4 separate regions of the Mus musculus genome follow, and all the other regions are linked to region 1. A link is a contact called in public promoter capture Hi-C data. All regions are on one chromosome and are shown on one strand. Each heading gives the region's core, a stretch centred on a gene start, on an enhancer-like site or on the middle of the called end of the contact. The rest is flanking DNA. Distances are from core to core; before and after follow the strand shown.

Region 1 (3,828 bases), core at 744-3,243:
CTTTCAAGGTCAGCTCCGTCTATCTAGTGAGTTCTGGGACAACCAGAGCTACATACTGAGACCCCCCTGTCTTGAAAAAACAAAACAAAACAAAACAGCTAGGCAGTGGTGGCCTTTAATCCCAGCACTCCGTGGCAAAGGCATCTCCTTGAGTTCAAGGCCAGATTAGTTTTCTGAACCAGTTCCAGGACAGCCAGGGCTACACAGAGAAATCCTGTCTTGAAAAACAATGGGCTGGAGAGATGGCTCAGCCGTTAAGAGCACTGGCTGCTCGTCCAGGTTCTGAGTTCAATTCCCAGCAACCACTTGGTGGTTCACAACCATCTGTAATGAGGATCTGATGCCCTCTTCTGGTGTGTCTGAAGACAGTGACAGTGTACTCACATACATAAAGTAAATAAATCTTAAAAAAAAAAAAGGCTGGAGAGATGGCTCAGAGTGGTTAAGAGCACTGACTGCTCTTCTAGGGGTCCTGAGTTCAATTCCCAGCAACCACATGGTGGCTAACAACCATCTGATGACCTCTTATGGTGTGTCTGAAGGCAGCTACAGTGTACTCATATAAATAAATAAATCTTTTTTAAAAACTATAAAGTTGTTTTTTTTAAAAAAAAAAAAAAAAAGTGGATGAGCCACGTGCACAGCACAGCTCACACCTTTAATCCCAGCACTGGAGAGGCAAAAGCAAGAGGATTTCTTTGAGTTTTTGATCAGTCACAGCTACATAATGAGACCATGGCTTTGAAAAGAAAAAAGAAAAAGAGTGAGAATATAATATAAACATTGTTCTACATAAAAACATGAGATAATGGGAGAAAGGCATCCAAAATATCATCTGGCTCTTTGGGGGCGGGGAGAATGGCTCTGTAAGTGCTTATTGCTGCTGTTCTCGGTGAGCTAGGAAGGTTGAGAAAAGAAGCTATCAGAGTGGGCGGGGCCTGAGTAACTGCCAATTTCAATTTTTCGATCAGACTGGAGCTACCTTGGGATGTAATTTTTCGGTTCTGCGCTCCTAGAGGGTTTCAATGCTTTTCGGTTTTCTTATCACGTGAGGCGTCGTGAGCCCCTTCTTCGAGATGAAAACTAGACTGTCCTGGAAAAGCGCACCTAGCGTCCGCACACAATTCCTAAGTGTCGACACATGTTTTAGCCGAACTCCTTCCCGTAGGAACTCAAGGGTCTCCGGGTTATGAGCCTCAACTCTACCTACCCTGCTCTGCCCCAATCGGGCCAGCTGCTACCACGCCTCAGAGTGTAACCAAAACAAAAGCTCTGAGGTCGGCGCCCCACGGAGGCATCTCCCAAGCACAGGCGCACCCCCCAACCTGGGCTCTGCCAAACAAAGACCAAACTCGACCCCGGGACCCGGCCTGCAGAATGATCGGGGAGCAACGCGTGTCTGGGTCATTCTCAGATTCTACCACGGCTACTGGTCACTTCCAAAGAAGAGTTCAAGCAGACTGTGATGCGGTTTCAGATGAGATGCTTCCTGAACGTTCTCGGACGAGAAGGAGAGGCACGGGAAATAAAAAGGCTGCACTAATTTCCTGTGGGCACTCGGAACTCAAAGTAAACGTCCCAGAAAGGTCACCGCAGTCCGAAGCCCACTGCCCCCAGTCAGGCTAAGGAGAGCGCGGGACAGGGGCGCCGGGCACCGCGAAGGCTCCTGGGGACTGAAGTCCCTCATTCAGCCTTCACAGTAATGTTGCGGGACTGGACCAGACAGCGGGACTACAACTCCCAGTAGGAAGTGCGCCTCCGTGTTGCTTACAGCCCCTCATCAAAAGAACTGGTCCAAAACTGCACCTCTAAACCCAGGCTTTCTCTTTACACCAAGCAACTGTTTAATATGACATACTGAAGTAAACTTTGGAATTTAGGGGTAGGGATCATCGTACCTTCTCCCGGAGCCAGAGCCCCGTCGACTCGCGCCACCGCCATACTTGCCGCTTGCTAATGACACCAGGCAACCGTCTTCTGCCGTTCTGTAGAGCATGTAGTCAGCAGTGGGGCGCTGCAAACTACAACTCCCAGGATGCACAGCACTCACTCGACCCAATTGGCTCCCTGATGGGACTTGCTGGCTACAATGTGGGAGGTAAAGCTTAGAAGACCCGGGTTGACACCTAAAGTTGATCTGGTGAGCAAGCTGTATTGTTAGATAAACCATTTCACTCCAGGGCCAGGTGTTTGAGAAATTCGACACTTTTACCACCTGGCACATTATAAAGACGTTGTTTAAAACTGAATTTGAGAACTCATTGCCAGAAGTCTCTATGGCAGCTACCCATTTTGACAATTCTGAATTAAGTTTAAAAGGTTTTAGCTTCTCTATAGGAATGACAGTGAAATATTTTGACATAGTCAAATGGATACGTTATATTTGCAATTTACCCAATCTTACCTAATTAAATAGATTTAAAGCCTCAGAAACTGATATTTTTGTTTTAAATGGTGGTTCTTACACATTGAACAGTTTGGTCAAGGAGTATATTTGATACATATGTACCCAGAACTTTTTCCAGAGTATTCAAAAAAGTTTAAAATAGTTTCCAGAGTCAGGAATACTTACTTTACCTGGTTGGGAGGGCACAGGCTGATCTTTTTTTGATTTAACTATGAACTCGGTAATCGGGAACTAGAAATTACAATCTTTGGACAAAACTTGACAGGGGAAGTAAAATTAAGCTAGGGTTTACAAGGTAACTCAATCGTACAAAGGGGGCTCCACTTTCTTTCATCAACTGCTCAACGTACTAAAAGCTACTCTTGGTGTTCGAGAAATTCAACACTTTTACCACCTGGCACATTATAAGGACATTGTTTAAAACAAACTGATGTTGAGAACTCATTGCTAGAAGTCTCTATGGCCGCTACCCATTCTGACAAGTCTGAATTAATTTTAAAGGGTTTTAGCTTCTCTATAGAATGACTCGCTATAAGGCTCTCTCTGAAGTCTGAGGATTCCTGTTCAGGAAAATTCAGTAACTTGGTGCTTCTAGCTTTTCAGGCTCAAAATTCTAAGAGCATTTCCTCTTTCCTGGTTCCCTTTGGCATCACTGCCCTTAAAGACCTTTCTGTTTCCCATTGCTTTAGTCTAAAGATACTTTTCTATTTCTGAAGAAACAATAAGAATTCCCCCCTTCATTTTAACCAGTAGACACCTTACTTGGAGAACAGTCTTACAACTTTATATGTCTGAAAACAAAGCAAGCCTGTCGTGGTGGCCCAAATTTTAATCCCATCAGTTGGGAGGAAGACTATATATTGTTAGATATTGGAAGAGGCAAGCAGGAGGATGTCTGTGAGTTCAAGGCCACCTTGGTCTACATAGTGAGTTTAATCATAGCCTGAGCTATGCAACAGAGAGATTCTGTCTAAAAACAAAACAAGTACACATGTACACACACACATCAGACACACACACACACACACACATCAGACACACCGGAAGAGGGCATCAGATCCCATTACAGATGGTTGTGAGCCACCATGTGGTTGCTGGGAAATGAACTCAGGACCTCTGGAAGAGCAGCCAGTGCATAAATTAAAACAATTGGAGAGGATGAAGAGACAGCTTAGCCAGTAGGGGAGTTTGCTGCCAAGACTGATGATCTGAGTTCAAGTCCCATAACCCACACAGTAGAAGATGATCACCCACTCCTGAAAATTGTGAATTGTGTTCTGAGTTCCACATGTGTGCTACCTCATTCATGGAGAGAGAGAGAGAGAGAGAGAGAGAGAGAGAGAGAGAGAGAGAGAATATGTAACTTAGAAAAAGGAAGGGCCAGGAGAGAAGTATGCCAAGTCCAGCCTTGGCCACATAGA
Region 2 (3,754 bases), core at 1,182-3,681, 5.2 Mb before region 1:
TTTCTACAAATCCCAGCCTCTAGAAATCTGTTTCTTTTGATTTGTGATCAAGGTGATAGCGTAGAATTGTGAGAGAAGAAGTTTCCACTTTAAAAGGAAGATTTAGGTCAATTGGGTAATCAAATTAAAAAGACTCTTACACGAGATTCCCTCAAATTAATTGTAGGTAGTACATCAAACACTCACACATAAGAGGATGCTATAGGTGAACATTCTTGTGACCTTGTGGGTAGGAAATGATTATTTATAGCTTAGCCAAGGTACTCAATTTACCGGGGGGGGGGGGAACTACACATTTATAATAATCTAACAGTGAGAGAGTTAAAATACAAACTGCAGAGGAGAAAAATGCATTTGGTGGTGGAGCACAGTCAGAATTTATAAGTTTGAAGTCAAGTGTGACTGGCAATCAATAGACACAGCTGAAGAGCCCTTTACTAAAGAGGATATATTAGTGGTTAATAATGGCATGATTCTGCCATCAGTTAACAGAGGTTTTTGTAAATTAACACTATACAACCACCGGATGTTGGGGAAGGTGGAATACTGAGAATTCTTATCAGACCAGGCTAGTGTAACAGTACACATGAAAAGCTCGCACTGTAACTCTAACTGTAAGCACAGGAGATGTCTGAGCTATTCAACATACAGGCATATATATCGAGAGGTGTATTCATGTGACAACAGGTAAGATTAATATTTACCCATGTGAGCACTATTTGTAAGAACACGAAACCTGGAGATAAATGTACAGTATCACTAAGGGAAATTGGCCACACATTATTTGCTTACTACACGATTGGACTTTTAGAGAATGATCCCAACAGGCAAGTCTATAGGCAAGATTGTCGGTTGTTTGGGGCTTGAGGGATAAGGGCTATCTTTGGAGGGCATCTATGACCTGATAGTTATGGTCCCACAAAGTGAATATAAAAAAAAACCCAAATCACATACTTTAAATGGATGAATTGTATGGCTTGAACCATATCTCATTATTACCATTATTAATACAATATTTTGTGTATATCCAAAACACTGGAGACCACACAACATAAGAGTAAAAGAATATTTTTAAACGACCCAATTGCGTGAAACAGCATGCATAAACTCAAATACAGTGTGGAATGAAAGGAGCAGGGCACTGCAGACTATTGGATGGATAACTATTATGACAGAAAGAACAATTAGAATACTTAATGCTAAGGCAGTGTCTATATTTAGCATGAGTGTGCTTTCTTTGTTACGGACTGCGATGAAGGAGGCTTGTACTAGATTATATCATCTAGACTGTTGCCAGAGTATGTTTGTTTAAGTACTGAACTGCATTTGTAATCGGCATACTATTTTCTGTGCTGTTTTTCAACAAATGTTAAACAGCTTCAACAACCTAGTTGTTCAGTAAGTGGTCTTACCAAGTGAGCACTGAAAAAAAAAGAGGGTTAAAAGCATACATAAAGCTTTTCAAGTTGTTTTAAGTTTGTTGGGATTATGTAGAATTTCAACATTCTTCTATACACTTTTCAGTATGTTTTAAATGATCACACTGGACATATCACAGCAAAAGAGACATTATCAAAACACAATAGTTTACCTTTTTACACTAAGCCAATTTATCCAAAGTGTTGGACTTTACTAGCCACGGAAAGTGACCGATTCAGAATAAAAGACTAGCCGGTTTGGCTACTGTTCTAAGAGGTTCCTGGCGGTCTTGACTGGTAACCGGCCAGGGGAGGAGGCGCAAACAGGTACGTGGGATTCCTGGGCTGGTGTTCAGAACCAGGTGCAATCGAAGCCTGGGCATCCTTACAGAAACTGGATCCTTTCTGCAAGCACCAGAGACGCGGCGCCAGCTCCCAGAAAGTGAAGGATTTGCCTGCCATCGCAAATCTGCAAGCGTTTAAGGCCGGCGGCCGTGAGTGGGTGTTTCCTCCTCCTATGCAAGGTTGTGAAAGATGAGTACGTGACAGATTTCGCTCTTCCTGGGGGGCGGGGGTGGGGTGGTCACAGAACTGGTAACTCTCTAATTGGCGACTCTCCAGAGGAATCTTAAAGCACGTAAAGTTTTTTTCTTTTTACCTGGGCTGGCGTTGGCGGGTAAAGAGCGGGGTGTGGCCGGATGCCTTCCGCGGCTCAGGATGCCCTGAACGCTCAGGACGCTCGCACTCTTGGGGCGGAGTCCACTCTGTGTCAGGACACAGTCCCGTTGGGACAAGAGGAGACTCGCATCCCTTCAGCCGGCTTAGAGAAGCGGGAACTTCTTCGGACTCGAACAAGGTGCGATGCCACTCCGAGCAGCCTACGCGGAGCAGTTTCGCCTTTTTTCCATCGCCGGGATCTTCACCGTTCTGACAGGTCTGCCCGTTGCTTTGCAACTTTGCTAGAAGCGCGGCCTGGGTGCGGCTGACAGCTCTACGCACGCGCGGTGCCGGTCCACGTCCCGCCTACCTTAAGGCTCCTCCCACAGAGCAGGTCACGCCCACCGCTTAGCTTTGGCTGCTGGCTGAGCTGCGGCTAGGAACCAGTCGCCGCTGGTGCTGTGGGCGGAAGAACACACACTGGATTCTGAATTAGTTGTGAACAGTGTCTACCTTCCCCCAGAGATAACATCCATACTAGACCTGTGTAAGCGGCGAGATCCTGTGCTTCAACCTAGTTTCTCAGAATAAGCGATTTTTCTCCATCGGGGTTTCTCAAGCACCCGTGGTGGTAGAGATTCGGGCTAGGTGATCATACAATGTGTCCATAAGGTGAAGTGACTTAGTATTTTGCAGCATCCCCGATTTCTAGTCTCTGGGTGGCAGCTTCAATCTCCACCCCTCTTATCTCCCTGATTCTGAGCAACAAGAATATACTCGAATTCTGCTACGTATGTGCCCATATTTGACTACAGGCTTAAAATACAGCAGGGGTCAAGAAATGTAACAAGTTTAGTAACCTCTATCTGATAGAGTTAATATGATTTAATTTCCTCAGTTGTTCCAAAAAATATTCAATTTTTACTTTATCGTTTGTTGGTAGAATTTAAATCTAGGATTAAGTTGATTACATAACACATTTAGATGTCAATTATCGGTCTTCATTCCATTTAGTTCAGTTCTCCACCCCCTCTTTGCTGTTTTCTTGACATTGACTAGGATGGGTCTCCTCCCAGAGTATCCTTCACTCTCTCTATTTGACTGTTTCTGCATATTGGTAAGACTGGTGGAAATTTTACCTAGATGATTTTTCGGTTTTCAAATGACTGTCTACCTATTCTAACAAGATAACTTTATAAAATTCCTTTTCCTCTTTACTTCTAGGGATGTGAGATACCACCTATGTCAATTTCTACACTGTACATGAGTCCTGATCTATATAATTTTTCTTTTCCACATTGATTAGATATTGTCATATTCGAAATTTATCCTTTTTAATTGTAGTCTGTGCAGCGTATTGCAATGTCTGAAAGGGCTTAGGCCTGCCTCATTGCGGCTTGCTTTTACATTATTTTTTCCCATATAAACAATAGAATATAGCTTCATTAAAATACTTTTGGAGAAACGGAGAATAATTTGATGTGCTTTCCCATTGGAGAACGGAATTTATCTTTCCTTTTATTGAAAATCCAGTTCTGTGACATTCAACAAGACTTTCTAGTGTTTTCCATATAGGATGCTTACATGTCTTGCTTATAGCGTAGTCCCTTTTGCATCTGCACTGTAAAAGAGCCTCATCCTATCTCTTCTTCCTCATGAGTGCTTGTTGCCCCAAACGA
Region 3 (3,466 bases), core at 490-2,989, 6.1 Mb before region 1:
TCAGCATTAACCGGTTCCTTTGATAGTCGGAGGGTATCTGGTCTGCCATTGAAAACCTTAACCATCAGAACTCTTAAGTCACATTAACACATCATCTAGATCAATGGGGGTGGGGGGGAAAGGGAACTTTTGGGGTTTAAAGAATTGATAATGTGGAGGAAATCTCTCTCTCTCTCTCTCTCTCTCTCTCTCTCTCTCTCTCTCTCTCTCTTTCTCTGACACACAGACACACACACAGTTGTATACTAAGGGATGTTTGTTGAGTGCTATTCTCTGAGCGTAACAGCAATCATGTTCCTCAGAACAGTGGTGACTACTTGTGACTCTCAAGATAGGATGTGCTGACTGTGGATCTTTCCTCCAGGAAGGAGAGTGACAGGAGGGTCATTGAACCCTTACTTGAGATTCTAGCTACTTCCTCTTGCACCTCTCAGACACCCCTAAGTAGGTGCTAGAGTATGCCGACTATAGAAGGGTATCAAAAGAACGGGGAATTCATGCTGCGGTGAAATTTTTAGGTGTGGTTGCTTTCAGATCTTCTGCGCTGCTGGGTGGGAAGTAACTTATAGCAAGCTCAAGAAACCTTTTGGTCCAAGACTGACTTCGGTGGAATCCTACTTTAGTTTGTTGTTGGTACCCTATCTGGGAGGGAGTGGTTATTTCCTTAGGAAAATAATCATGAAATAAGGACACTGTCACAGCATCATAGACAGTGGCAAGTTTTATCCTGAATTGGATTGCTGCTACACTGGCTATTGAGAAGGAAATGGGGTAGAAGACTTTAAGAAGTGCAATAAATAGTGTGATAGTCTTTTAGCTCAGCTCAGAGAATATCACCCAGAATGGGCACCCATTATTACAGAGATCAAGTCCTTTTAGTCAAAGGACCTTTGCCTCAGGGTGAAGAGAGTGGCTTAGAGCTACACTTTTAAACCTATTCAAGAACTGAACTCAAACAGGTCAGAGGTCTACACAAGGATGCAGACATAAGCCAGTTTCCCAATATTGCCGATAGCGTCAAGGATCTGTTTACTCACACGGGGCCTGTCTGCCACAATCCTTGTGTCTGTCACCCTTTCTCCTTCGTGGTTTTAAACTGCTCATTATGCATGGAACTTGATTGCCCAACCCTGCTTGGGGGATGAAAACATTAGCCAACAAAGAAAGAAAAACAGATAAGGAGGTCCACTTCTGGAACAAGTCAGACCGGGGAGAGATCAGGGCCAGGGGGAGCCAGAGGGAAGGAGTTCCTCGGGGGCCAGGACCTGGTCACAGCGCCCTCTCTCCGCCCAGCCCTGCGGCTCCAGGGCTGCGCGCCTTGGGAGGGAAGATGGTGAAAGCAGAAGCAGCGCCTACACCGGGAGAGCAGGGAGGAGGAGTTGGACTGAGGTTGGGCGGCTCCGAGGTCCAGGGCGAGCTTGGCCAGAGGGAGTAGAGAGCAGCGGGGCTGCGCAGGGACGCGTGCCGTGAGTTCCGGTGAGCGTGTGTGTCCCATGCTCCCGTCTTTCAGGCCGGCCCAGGACACGAAGCCGGAAGAGAGCTGGCTGGAGGGACGGGGGCCGTGAGCAGAGAGTGCAACCCGCGCAGCCCCGGGGACAGGCTGATTCTTGGCGCTCTCCGCCGGAGCCTGCCCAGGGCTGGGTGTGAGGCTGGCGTCACGTCAACGAGCAGAGGCGGCCAGGCGGGGCGGAGTGCGCGTGCGCGGGGCGGCGAGCACGCGCGCGCGCGCACCCCCGGGCAGCCTGGGCGGCCGCTCCTGCCTGTCACTGCTGCGGCGCTGCTGGTCGGTCGTTTCCCTTGAAGGCAGCAGCGGAGGCGGCGGCTGCTCCAGACACCTGCGGCGGCGACCCCCCGGCGGCGCGGAGATGTGGCCCTTGGCGGCGGCGCTGTTGCTGGGCTCCTGCTGCTGCGGTGAGTGGCTCGGGGATCCCGGCTCTCAGGCTGGTGCGCAGCACCCAGGCGCCCCCGCAGGAGTGTGGGCTGCACCCCCGCCGGCCAGGCGGCGCCCGGAGGAGAGCAGAGAGAAGAGGAGAGGGGTGGCGGGATGCGCGGGCCCTGCGCACCCGGAGCGCCACTGTGGGAGGGCCCGGCGGGGCATCGGCGCCCCTGCCTCCTCCCTCTGCTCTCCTTCCCTAGTCCCTTTCCCCCCCGGGGAGAGCGGGCTGAAGCTCCTCACTCTCCAGTGCGCACACGTAGGAAGAACTGGGAACAACCGCAACTGTGCAAAACCCCAACTGCAAAGAAAGCGAGGGGGCAGCTGCCGCCCCCCCCATCCCCTCCTCTTGCACCCCTCTCCTTTCTCAGAGCTTTCACGCAGCATTTGGGGTTGAAGGACTAGAGTGGGAGGCCCGGGCCTCTTGTGATGAAGTGCGCATTTTGGTGAAGTCGACCAGAAAGGCTTTTTGCCCTACCGCGTAAGCACTGGAGCAGAGAGAACACGGTGGACCCAAGTTTTATTTCCCACCCAGCTTTTATCGAAGCTTTTTTTTTCTTTCCCTCCCTCTGACCGCGTATTTTTGTGGTTGTTGTTTTGAATCCTCAAAACAAGCTTCCTGGAAACACTTCTCGTGACACCCCCGCTACCCCCCTCCCTTGCCAGCACTTTAATATATTCCTTATTGTAGATTAAAGTTTTTTTTTTCCCTCTTCCTTGGAGCAAACGTATTTTAAGATTTGCCCAGATATTGCCAGTGGTCTAAAGACAGTAATTGCCAGGGATGCACCTCCTCTTTTGTAAAGTATTTTGCTGTTTATGAACGCGTACCTCCTTTGTAAAAAGCCGAGGGAAGAATAGGAATTTTTGTGACCATATACCGCCCGGCAAGCTTCATATCTGCAGATTCCTCTGCGAACTTTTGGTAAGAATCGGAACAGACTTGCAGCAGGATAACAGCAAATGTTAAATTTGTCTTAGGATGGATGCTAAATTAATTGAACCTTAAACTGATGGTTAACCTCACAATGCCTTATAAAGGCCAGTGTTTGGGATCTATTTCCAAGATGCCCTTAATACCCTGCCCACCACTTCCCTCTCCCAATCATCCTGGGTGTTGTAGCTGATAATAATAAAGACCTGTGTTATCTAAATTGTTGGTATTGGATGTTTTCTGATTTTAGTCGTTTTTACTGTGCTTGTTACCATCGTTATCATTATAACACTGTTTTCAAATACCTGTTGTATAATCAGAGAGCTTTCATATTGAGCCAGATACAAATCTGTTATAAAATGCTACTGATTCAGACCATGGACAGTGAATCTTGTTTGTCTGAAGAGTGAAAAGTCTAAGCCATATATTATGTTTTTTTTTAAGCCTAATTCTCAAGTAGACTAAAAAGCAAAATTATTAGAATTGTAGTTTTGGTGATAGGAATTGTGGTAGGCCTTTGTTAGCGATAATTATGATCACATTCATTAATGCTCATTTTGTACAATGTTAGTACATTTGGTTCTATAAGGAGTTGCAAA
Region 4 (3,748 bases), core at 910-3,409, 5.5 Mb before region 1:
ACGCCGCGAGTGGGCAGCCCCAAGGGATGGCCGAGAGCGCCCCTCCTCGTGCAGGGAAAGTACCCCAGTCCCCGCCAGCCAGCCCCAGGAACAGCAGCCCGGCGTCCACGGCCGGTAGACGAGAACTGGACGTGTCATTAGCAGGACAGGCAATGGTTTCAAAGCCCCAGGCCAATGACCATTAGCCGAGGCAGAGCTAGCTCGGTCCCCATCCCCCACCACCTCCACCCACCTCCCCCTCCAGCTACCTCCCCCCCCCACCTCCACCCCACCTCGAGAAACTTTTCAACAAGATCCACCTGGGCTAATTTGTCCTCAGACAGTTAAAATATTGACTAGACCCTACACACTGGGAAGGAAGGGGAATGCACGCTTTATTTTCCTTTCTGTAGAAAGGAAAGCAAAAAATAGCTTGTCTCTGTGTCTCTCCCTCTCCCCCCCCCCTCCTCTGTCGTACATGTTGTGTCTTAGCTTTTTGCATCGTTTCGTTTTACCTTCCTCATTTAGCAGAAATGATCGCGGGTATTTCACACATAAACGTGTTCCAGATTCCTGGATTCGGGGTCCTTGTAAATTACAAGAATCCGGTTCGGTCTCAGTTACGTTAAGTTTCATGCGATCTCCCCAAAATAAATTTTAAAATAATAATAATAATAATACATTTCTGAGGGTGAGCGAGCGATTCGAGGTGGAGGAGGGAAAGAAGCCTCCAGTCTGATTTCTGTAATTTACTAGCGACCCGGATCGCAGAAAATAACAGTGTAACACGAGCGTGGCTTCCGAGGGTTGGGGAGCTCTTTCTAGAGGCATCGACCCCATCCCCGGATAAAGGATCTGCAAGTTTTCTGTCATCGCGACCGTGCAATGCCATAACTTACCTTCAGAATGAGTCTTTAACCAGCCAAGGCCTTCCTCCTCCCCTCCACCGCCACCACCCCCAGCCTCGCTCTCTCCACCTTAAACTTATTGACACAACATAATCCCACATTCAAGCAAAATCCTGACACAGCCTCCCTCGTCCTCTCCCCCCTCCTCTCTTCCCTCCCGTTTCTCTCTCTCTCTCTCTCTCTCTCTCTCTCTCTCTCTCTCTCTCTCTCTCTCTCTCTCTCTCTCTCTTCCCCTCCCTCTCCCCTTTCCCTCCCCTCCCCTCCTCTCCCTCTCTCGCCTTCTTCGCCTTCTTCCCCTCTCCCCTGTTCTTCCTCCAGGCTACTCTGGCACTGGAACAGCACTTTCTCCACTCGCCGCGCATTTGGCTGGGGGTGGGGGGTGAGGGGGACACCGATCTCGGGGCCGGAACACCCAAATCCTAACTCTGCAGATGAACGAGCAACCGGGCTGCCGGTCCCGGTCACCGTCGCACACACACCAAATGTAGCCCCGACCCACCGAGGGCAGCCTTCCCGTACCTTCCACCCCTGCCCCGGGCTCCTCAGGCCCCACCTCCCCCGGCAGCCGAGCCCTGCCCGGGGCTCCTCCACGTACTTTCGCCTCCTTGAAGTTTGGGGCTCCCGGGGCGGCCACGAGCCGCCCGCCGGCGTGAGGGGACCGCTCCGTTGTTGTTTTCCTCGGGCGGCTCAACCCCGCGCCCCGGCTCCGTGCCCCCTCGGGCGGCGCTGCCCGGGCGCCGAGAGGTGCTGCCTGCAAACGCAGCCTGGCACCGGCTGGCCTACTCCTCCCCAGCCCGGCCCCCAGCTCGCGCTCGCCGGGCAGCGCCGCGCGCCCCCCGGCCCGGGCCCGCCGGCGCGGCCGCCGCGACCCTCGGCCCGACCTCTCGCCACCCAAAGTTTTGGCTGAGGGGAAAGTGGCCCGCGAGGCGCCGGCCGGTGGCGGCTCGGGCTCCGGACGCGCGGGTTCCCCTCGCCTTCCTCAAGTCCACCCTACCGGCTGCCGCCGCCGCTGCCGCCGCTCCTGCCGCGGAGTCCTCGGGCTGCAGCCCCGGCGGCTCGCAAGTGAGTAGGAAAACAGAAAGTGCGGGAGAGCGCCTGCGAAGGCTGCGGATGGCGGGCGCCTACCTCGCGGGCTCGCCGCGGCGCGAGGGCGTGTGTGTGGCTCGCCCTCAGCGGCCAGTCAGGGGCTCTCTATGGGAAAGTGGAGAGGAGCTTGCGGAGCCGCGCTGCCTCCGCTCCACTGTACACTGCTCCACATACAGTACATGCAACCCGGAGAGACTGAAAACACTCATTTTATATAAGGCAGCCTGCCATTGGCCCGCGCCGTGACGGACGGGCGGCGCAGCCAAACAGGAGGCGCGTTACACCCAAACACACGCACACATACACACATTTCACAGAGACACACAAAGATCATCACATTTTCTATTTTCTAATGTTCGGGACCTGTAGACAGTGGGCGAAGACAGGTAGTGAGGCCCAGCAGAGTAGGGGTCAGGAAGGAAGCCCTCTCTATACCAAGTTGCCAGGCTTGAAACTGGTGTCCTTTTGACTTGGGAGGGTTATGGTAATAAACTACAACTCCACTGGATATGGAAGTGAGGAGGGATGGGTTTGATCGCTGCCTTGTGGTGCCCCATGAAAGAGGCGAGCATTGTGTTATGATTTTACAGCCCGGCCTGCTAACAAGTGGCCGAGAAAGGCTTTTATCAGCTTAGATTTCTTTTGTCAATGGGTTAGCCATCACATAGGCCAAAATAGTGCGAGATAAGTTTATCAAGACTAGAATGCTTTGAGATTGTGACTGCCTCGTTAGCAAGCAAATTCAGAAAGTAAGAAAAAAAATCAATACAACAGGCAGAAACAAAGATAAACCTTATGCTAAAGTAGCCGAATGTGCACTTGAAAGTCAGAGGGCAATCACCTGTATGGGTACACAAGGTGTGCTGAAATTACACACCTTGTGGGAAAATGACAATCGACAGTCTGCCTTAGAAATAGACCTCTTGGTTCAATATAGCCAAGATTTATAATACACACACACACACACACACACGCGCGCGCGCGCGCGCGCACACGCACACGCACACACATCCTTTGTTTTATGTATTTCCCGCTGTATATGACTACTCTATGGTGGGTGATTTCTAGAGACAATGAAAGCGAGATCTAGTTTTAATGATATTTTTACTATGCTGTATCTTTGGCAGATCTTGTTAACAGTTTGATATAAACAAGTCAAAGGGATACTTAGAAAGAACCGAACCTAGGAATTAAAACAGAATAAAATGCACACACAAGTTTTTAACTAGTTGAGCAATCTTTTGAGCATATGAGTTCTTTTAGTCTCCTTCATTCTTAGAGTTGATTTTAGTTTTTATTTAAAGATTAAAATAAGCTTTCCCAAGATTGCCTTCATTAAATGGTTATTCAGCATCTACAACTCACTGGGACTATTCTAGGTCCCAGATGTTTTCCTGGAGTTCCTTCTGACCAGGATCCAAAATTTTCAAGAATCTTAAATACAAACAGTTTTGAAGATTAAATAGTATGATTTTTATAGTCTAACTGATAGCCTAAATTTTAAAAGTAAACCGAGTAAGAAAACCTTTCTGTTCTGGTTTTGGGTTTTGGACTTTTTGTTTGTGTGTTTGTTTGTTTGGGGGGGGGGGTGGTTTTGTTTTTGTTTTTTGAGGCAAGGTTTGACTGAGTGGCCTTGCCTAGCCTGGAAATCACTAGATATATCAGGCTGTCTTTAAACTCACAGAGACCCCACTGCCTCTATTTCCTGAGTGCTGGAATTAAAGGTGTGCACCACCACATCTGTCCCAGCTGTTTTATTTCCTTGATTCGTTCCT

Evidence for each region. Promoter capture Hi-C pulls out the DNA fragments that hold promoters and counts their contacts.
Region 2: a promoter capture Hi-C map of pre-B cells shows a contact between it and region 1. The contact joins the promoter of Dubr here to the promoter of Cep97 in region 1. A contact is called at or near these places in 3 of 39 promoter capture datasets (cranial neural crest, pre-B cells and second pharyngeal arch cranial neural crest).
Region 3: a promoter capture Hi-C map of pre-B cells shows a contact between it and region 1. The contact joins the promoter of Cd47 here to the promoter of Cep97 in region 1. A contact is called at or near these places in 2 of 39 promoter capture datasets (cranial neural crest and pre-B cells) and 1 of 484 Hi-C or Micro-C datasets (B cells).
Region 4: a promoter capture Hi-C map of pre-B cells shows a contact between it and region 1. The contact joins the promoter of Bbx here to the promoter of Cep97 in region 1. A contact is called at or near these places in 3 of 39 promoter capture datasets (cranial neural crest, pre-B cells and second pharyngeal arch cranial neural crest).

Annotation. Positions count from the first base shown.
Region 1 is chr16:55,932,855-55,936,682 of GRCm38.p6, forward strand. It overlaps Cep97 (centrosomal protein 97), which reads right to left and starts at 1,994. Exons shown (of 11, transcript NM_028815.4): 1 at 1,899-1,994. The coding sequence starts at 1,941.
Region 2 is chr16:50,730,342-50,734,095 of GRCm38.p6, forward strand. Dubr (Dppa2 upstream binding RNA) reads right to left here and starts at 2,432. Exons shown (of 2, transcript NR_028300.1): 1 at 2,077-2,432.
Region 3 is chr16:49,853,922-49,857,387 of GRCm38.p6, forward strand. It overlaps Cd47 (CD47 antigen (Rh-related antigen, integrin-associated signal transducer)), which reads left to right and starts at 1,740. Exons shown (of 9, transcript NM_001368415.1): 1 at 1,740-1,911. The coding sequence starts at 1,866. It also overlaps Gm4633.
Region 4 is chr16:50,430,230-50,433,977 of GRCm38.p6, forward strand. It overlaps Bbx (bobby sox HMG box containing), which reads right to left and starts at 2,160. Exons shown (of 17, transcript NM_027444.3): 1 at 2,013-2,160.